Regions from separate parts of the Mus musculus genome. Here region 1 is linked to region 2. Evidence: chromatin contacts called from public promoter capture Hi-C data. All regions are on one chromosome and are shown on one strand. The core of a region is the stretch at or near the end of the contact, and the rest is flanking DNA. Distances in the headings are between cores, read along the strand shown.

The links. Promoter capture Hi-C pulls out the DNA fragments that hold promoters and counts their contacts.
Region 1: a contact with region 2 is called in a promoter capture Hi-C map of the C10 cell line, with 2.3 times the contacts expected there. The contact joins the promoter of Clec4a1 here to the promoter of Apobec1 in region 2. A contact is called at or near these places in 1 of 39 promoter capture datasets (the C10 cell line) and 2 of 115 datasets of contacts at active chromatin or transcription factors (both in embryonic stem cells).

What each region holds. Positions count from the first base shown.
Region 1 is chr6:122,920,056-122,924,037 of GRCm38.p6, forward strand. It overlaps Clec4a1 (C-type lectin domain family 4, member a1), which reads left to right and starts at 1,793. Exons shown (of 6, transcript NM_199311.2): 1 at 1,793-2,024. The coding sequence starts at 1,919.
Region 2 is chr6:122,600,452-122,604,290 of GRCm38.p6, forward strand. It overlaps Apobec1 (apolipoprotein B mRNA editing enzyme, catalytic polypeptide 1), which reads right to left and starts at 1,993. Exons shown (of 8, transcript NM_001134391.1): 1 at 1,806-1,993.

The DNA of each region.
Region 1 (3,982 bases), core at 543-3,042, 320 kb after region 2:
AAGGACAGGCATCTGGAGAGTTTGGCAGCTTATCAGGAAGAATGTTGTTTCAGAGACACAGAGGCAGGGAGGATGTCCTGCTCTAGAGATGTCTCCATTAAGGGGGAGATTTATGGGTAGTGCCGTTCTAATGCTAGGCTGACTTTTGGGAGCATAATCATTATCATTCTTTTGAATTGTTTGAACTCACTTTTGAATTCTTTTGCAACGTTCTTACATTTCTTCCAAGTTACTCTCATTGGGGACAATTACTGCCTCTGCTTCCTTCCACAACTATAAAGACTTTATGAATGTCAGCAGCACACTAGAACACGGCATTGGGAAGAGTAGGACCCTGTATCTCCACATCAGTGTCACTCATATTTGACTCCAGAATAAACTGTTACTTACTTCCCTTGTGGTAAGAGCTGTGACTTTGGGTTGACAGTTTTGGGCACTTGAATGTGGGGTCCCAGGATGGTTCTTTTTCTCTGGAGAAATTCTACATATTGGCACCAGGTACCTGCACAGGCCCCTTGTGTCTCACCATCCATCACTGCCTTCTTGGGTGGCTGCTGGTGAGTTCTCCTGGGGCTGGGCCTCCCTTGGATTGGTGGATGGTTCATTGGTTTATTCTGAGCTAGTTATGTGGATATCTTTTAAACTATTTCACAGCACTCAGTTTAAATGACCTAATGTTTGTTTCTGATCCTTCAGCTATTTTAAGAATGCTGCTGATTTCCTAGCATTTGGCCTTTTTCTCCTCAGGTATCTAATTTTTCTGTGGCTTCTCTTGTCAATTGCAACTTTGCCACATTACTGAAGGAGGGCCTGCTCCTTGCAGCCCACAGCGTCTCGATGCTGTGGTATGTGCGTTGCAGGCATGTATGTGATTGTGTGCGCATCCATGCTTCACAGCCAAGCTTGACAAAGCATATCCTCCTATTCCTGAGTTGTGAAGAACTGTGTTGACTCCGTAGGTAAGACACATAAGGTTTAATCTCCCAGTGCCTTGAGCTTCTCATGTTCCTGAGAAGATATAGAACAAACTTGAGACACTCGGGAGAAATGATCTCAGGGTCTGTGTAGGGAGCATGCATACGGGGCAGTGTGTGTGTGTGCGCGCACACTCTAAAAAGCAGCACATAGCATGAGTGAAGATGGTAGATGACAGCCAGGCACAGTCTGCCAGCCTCCAGAGTCTCCCAGGGAATCTGGAGAAAGCAGAAGAACTGCTAGAAGAGGTGGGAACTCGACACAGCAGAAGACAAAGTCCAGAGCCATCCCAGGGCTTTGGCTTGGTTTTTAGGAGCTCCTCACTCCCAAGATGAAGGAACACAGGTTGCAGACTTTGGAAATCTGCCCTGTCTTACAGTGGTGCACATTCTGAAGAGCCAGAAAGATGCCAAGGTCAAGGACCCTCTTAGAATGGAGAGGTCAGAACTCGGCTGTTTGGCTAGAGTGAATGTTGTTTCTCCCTATAGGCAGCTTTAGCTCATGTTGGTTGCAGAAATCACGTTTGTGTGTGGAAATGCCCAAACTCTGCTGTGGAGTGCTGAGAGCACCGGTTTCAGGGGAAACTTCTCTAATGCCTGGTTCCTCTTTTTCCTTTCCTTGCCACTTTTCTTCCTCTTCCCTGTTCAGGCCACAGTGTCCACAGTGTTTGCATATCCATGACAAATGCGTTTGAAGCTTGCAATTCTGTTTTTTTTTTTTTTTTTTTTTTTTTCTGGTTGTGGGGATCAGCCCTCTGTGGCCCAGAGAGTTCCACCCTGTGGTTTTAAATTTTCATGCTGTACTCTCAGAGGTACTTGCCCATTAAGTGTCTCTGCACCTTATCCTGGATGCTGGATTAATCCTTACCATGTTTATTTCTCGTTTATATTAAGTGTATTAAGACTGACACAGGTTCTCTGAAGAAAGCAGGTCTCTTCTCAATATGGCATTACCAAACATTTATACTGACGTGAACTTCAAAAATCAACCTGTTTCCTCAGGCCTCATCTCAGACTCGTCTTCATGTACCGTCTCAGACTCGTCTTCAGGTAAACCTTCCTGCACCCCCAGAACAGTGAATCATTTTCTGGTGTTCTAAGCTAATGGTGAAATGAAAGAAGGTGTTTACGAACAAGGCCTGCGGGATGTTGGTGCTGGCTGTCTCAGAGGCTGTGGTGTGAGACAGGAGATAATTCAGCAGGTTCAACTGTCTGTCAAGTAGCTTTGAAAGGCTTTGCCTTGTACTGGGCAAAGAAATGAGTTCAGGATACTGTCTTTAGAGAAAGTTTGAGTTCTACTGCATGTTTTTTATGTATGTAAAACGATACTTTACCTGTGAAAATAATGTTATCTATTACTTTGTTTTCTGTTTACTTACCAGCATGTCATAACTTTCAGATATTGATATTTGGGGGATAGTTTTATCTTGAAGGGGAGTTTCAGTGTCCCTTTCTCCACCCATACTGGGGACAGGAAGCAGGGCCTCATCCTTGCTGAGTATAAGTTCTATTGCTAGAGTTACTAGGGTCTATACTATTTCTGAGAGAATTTTATTTAATTTTTAGCTAGCGTGTAAGCCAACCATTTGATTCATTTTGGCATTTTATACAGACATCACTATCCCTTGTGTACATCCCTAACCCTATCCCATTCTCTCTCCTTGCTCTCTTGATCATCCCTTCCTCTTTCTGAAATATTCCTCCCTTCTGCTTTCATGGCACATATCTATTTCTACACACATGTGCGCGCACGCACACACACACACACACACACATACACACACACACACACTCCTCACACAAATGCACACACACACGAATATACATGTGCACACATACATAAATGCATACTCACCCACACACCAACACACTCATATATCTCCACACAAATGCATACACACACACAGAAGCATACACACACACCAGCATACACAATACATGCATTCACACATACATGCACACATACCCACACCCACATAAACAAACACACATACACACCAGCACTCACACATACATACACAAATACATTCACACACACATACACACCACACATCTAAGTTCACCAAGTGTGAAAGCAGCTGTGACATTTGCCTCTTCCTCCCCACTACTCTCTTCTTCTTTCTCCCTTTCTTTTATGCCTCTTCCCCCCTCAGTCTCTGTCAACTCAGAAAATGGTTTCTAATCAAGAGACAGCTAAAAAGATGACATTAGACCATATCAGAAACATGGGAAGTATGCTTATACAGACTTAGTCAGTTTTGCATGCTTCACAGTAATGCTAGAGGCAGTTTGGGAGATTATTTCAATATACAACAAAGTTCTATGTAGCCATAATAAAGAACATTAAAGAAGAAAATATGGTGACAGAAAAATGTCCAGAAAATAACAGAGCAGAAATAAGTGATTGTGCCGGGTGTGGTGGCACACGCCTTTAATTCCAGAACTCGGGAGGCAGAGGCAGTGGATTTCTGAGTTCGAGGCCAGCCTGGTCTACAAAGTGAGTTCCAGGACAGCCAGGGCTATACAGAGAAACCCTGTCTCGAAAAAACGAAAAAAAAAAAAAACCAAAAAAGCAAAAGAACGAAACCACCCCCCCAAAAAAACCCAACAAACAAACAAACAAACAAACAAACAAACAAACAAAGTGATTGTGATATGTCAGTCATATGGGGAAATGTGCACACATGTACACCTTAAAACTCCATAAAAGGGCACACACACACACACACACACACACACACACACACACACACACTCGTGTCTCTCAAATACCAATATTAATGAGTTCTTGTCAGTGATAGAAAGTTGTGCTTTCATGTTTATCCAATGGACATCACTGTTTCCTTCCTATACAGTTTTATTTTATTTTATTTTTTATTTATTCACTTCACATCCCACTCACTGTTTGCCTCCTGGTCATCCCCTCCTACAGTCCTTCCCCACTCCCCCACCCCTTTTTCTCTGAGTGGATCAGAGCCCCCAGGATATCTCCTCTCCCCATCTTGACA
Region 2 (3,839 bases), core at 743-3,242:
GAGGACTTCTCCCTATTCCACCAGTCGGATTTAGGGAAAGAGAATATGTCTTTGTGGCACACTTATCCGATTCTCATTAGTTGGCTATTCAAGTAGATAGGGAGACTTGCCCGAATTCATGTCTCAACTAGCCAACCAGGATGCCAGCCACCCACATACATCTCTCTTTCTGCCAACCAGGATGCCAGTCTCCGAGGGAAGTCTTGGGAGCTTAAACTTTACTTGACCCCTATTCAAAATGGAAGTTTTACTCAAAATGGCTTCAGGTTGGCTCCTTCTTATATTCCTTCTCCTAGTGTTTGTATATCACTCAAGTCCTTGATTATCTGTTTCAGGGTGTAAAGGATTGTATTGGGTTCTTAGGACCACGAGCTTAACTGAGTTGGGAATCAAGGCCCGATGAGGAGCAGGTAGTAAATATGGCAGTCAGCAAAGGGGCCCAATCAAAGAGGTTCTGGATCCAGTTTCCAGCCTGTCTCCCTTGCCCCTCCCTGTCCAATAGGCTTCCACTTCTGGACCACAGTCCAGGGGGAGTCCTTTGTTCCTATGTCCATTGTCTTGAGACCCCGGGGGTCATTACTAGTATCTGAGAGTCTCTGTCATAGTAAGTTTAAATACCTTAAATGCCATATTCAGCAGCTCTCTGATAGTATCTCTCAAGTGTATCTGAGTTAAATATCTATTTTTAGTTATTTGCTTTAAGTTGTTTCTTTTTTTTTTTAAAGATTCATTTATATGAGTACACTGTCGCTGTCTTCGGACACACCAGAAGAGGACATCAGATCCCATTACAGATGGTTGTGAGCCACCACCATGTGGTTGCTGGGAACTGAACTCAGGACCTCTGGAAGAGCAGTCAGTGATCTTAACCGATGAGCCATCTCTCCAGCCCTATTTGTTTTAAGTTATATCTTGAAACATAATTTTAAGCCAGTGATTCTCAATTTTTTTTTAATGCTATAATACTTTAGTATCCGAGTTCTTCACCAGACTGACTATGGTCATTGTTTTATTGCCTCATAAGACAGGAATTTTTCAGTCTCTGGTGTTAAGCTGTGACCCTAATTTTTAGTCTTTTATTTATGCATTAATAAAGATAACATACTAATAAAGACATTACAATAAAATATCTGATAAAATTTAAAATGTTTCATAGATTTATAAATGAAAACATTTTTTAAAAGCTGTTTTTAAAATGTCCAGTTTTGATTTTTTGTAAAATTCCAAAATTTTCGTTAAAGTAGTTTAAAATCTCTCAATTGTGTGTTTTTTGAAAAACAAAGTACCTTTTTAAAGAATGAAGACATGGAGCACAAACCGTAATTCTTAGAAGACAAAACCAAATTTTAACAGTATAAGCAACTTAGTGTTTTATTATAAAGGGGTTAGTTATTATAAGTTATTATAAGTGGGTTATTTTTATGTTACAAAGTTTAGTTGACAGCAAGAAAAGTTCTTGTATAAGAACGCATGGAGATACAGCTTAAATACCTCCTAGTTTTTTCTATAAACTTGGTTTTTAAGACAGATCAGAAATTATATAAAAATCTTATTCCAATTTAAAAGTATCTTTGGAGACCCGTTTCCTTGGCTGGTCCATCCCATGTGTTGGACAATGGCTCCAACCCTGAGTTACTGGTTTTAAGTTAACTTTTTGGTACAGATACTAAAAATTTTTAACCATATCCAACGACTTATGAGCCAATGATCTATAACCAATACATACAGAACACAGAACAGTCAGAAGCAAACACGCACTGGCCACATACATTTATACATTCAAAAACAGACAAAACTTCCCTTACTTCTTCCTGATCTGATTTCAAGGGAGGAGCGCCTTGCTGTTGCTGCCTGCAGAATCCAACGCTCATGGGCACCGTGGTTCTGTAGCGGGAGTAGGCACCGGCTTCCTGACCACAGAAAGCTTAAGAGCTGCTGGTTTCGCTTTTAGAGAAACTCGAACAGCTAGATCAGGCGGCAGGGGTTTGCATCAGGCGAGCAGGAGGCGGGGCTTTACCAGCAGTGCAGGACTCTCAGCTGCAGGCACAGTGCCAGTTTATCAGTTTTTGTTGTTATTATTATTGTTGTTGTTGTCCCGATTCGGCCGCTTCCCCCCACACCCCCCCCCGAAAATCCTTGAGATGGGTAAATACTAAGAGGTGAACAACCAGCAGATGAACTTTGGCCCGTTTTTCCAGATATAAAACACAGAGCAACATTCAAACTAAATGAAACCACAGACACAGACTGACAGACATGGGCAATCCAGCATGCCCAGAACCAGAAGCAAATGTTCCCTCAGTGGAAACCAGTGAAAAGCGGGCCGTCTCCTGTCCTCCTCTGACCCTCGGAGCAGTGCTGCGTCCACTTTCTCCTTTCTTGGGTCCTAGAGAGGCTCCACCAGAAAGCAGAATACAGGCTCACCTCCGGGAGTCCAGATGACTGAAAAACAGTCCGAGGTGCTGCTAATTCAGCTTAAGGGCTCAAGTAGGTTAGCGTTTGGTATCCAAATGTTAGGGTGTAAAAATCTAAAAATAAATAAATAAATAAGTCTGCCAAGTTATCCCACAAATTAGGATCTAGGGATAGAAGTCTTCCCTAGGAACTTGTCTTTGTGGTACATTCATCCTGTTCCTACTGTTTGGTTTATTCGACTGTGGTGGGAGACTTGCCTAGCAATCATGTCTCAACTTGCCAGACAGGATGTCAGTTCAACACTGAGGTCTTGGGAACTTAAACTTATTTGACCTCTGTTCAAAATGAAAGTTTTATTCAAAATGGCTTCAGTCTGGTCCCTTCTCTTTCTTTCTTTCTTTCTTTCTTTCTTTCTTTCTTTCTTTCTTTCTTTCTTTCTTTCTTTCTTTCTTTCTTCCTTCCTTCCTTCCTTCCTTTCTTTTTTTCTTCCTTCCTTCCTTCCTTCCTTTCTTTTTTTCTTTCTTTCTCCCCCCCCACCCCGCCAGACAGGGTTTCTCTGTAGCCCTGGCTGTCCTGGAACTCACTCTATAGACCAGGCTGGCTCAAACTCAGAAATCCACCTGCCTCTGCCTCCTGAGTGCTGGGATTAAAGGTGTGGGCCACCACACCAATATCCTTTCAACAAGGTTTTTACTATTTTTCTCTTCTTTTCTTCTTTTTTTCTCCTACTTTTTGAGACAAGATTTCTTTATGTGGCTCTGGCTGTCTATAACTCTCTATATAGACCACGCTAGCCTCAACTCAGAGTTCCACCTGCCTCTGCCTCCTGAGTGCTGGGATTAAAGGTGTGGGCCACCCCACCAATATCCTTTCAACAAGGTTTTTACTATTTTTCTCTCCTCTTCTTTTCTTTTCTTTTCTTCTTCTTTTCTCCTACTTTTTGAGACAAGATTTCTTTATGTGGCTCTGGCTGTCTATAACTCTCTATATAGACCACGCTAGCCTCAACTCAGAGTTCCACCTACCTCTGTCTCCCAAGTGCTGGGATTACAGATGTATAAAAAGAATGATTTTTGAACTAGGCGATAGTGGTGCACGCCTTTAATCCCAGCACATGGGAGGCAGAAGCAGGCGGATCTCTGAGTTCAAGACCAGCATAGCCTACTGAGAGAATTCCAGGATGGCCAGGACTACACAGAAACCCTGTCTCACATAAACAAAAAGTCCAGATGTGTGTGTGTGTGTGTGTGTGTGTGTGTGTGTGTGTGTGTACAGAAGAGAGTGTAGGACCCCTCAGAACCAAAGTGAGAGGTGTTTGCAGAACACCAGGCTTGTTACATAGTTGCTGGGTTCTGAACTCCAGTGCACAAAATTTAGCCACAGTCACCTCTTACCTGCTGAGCCTTCTCTCCAGCCTCCCTTTT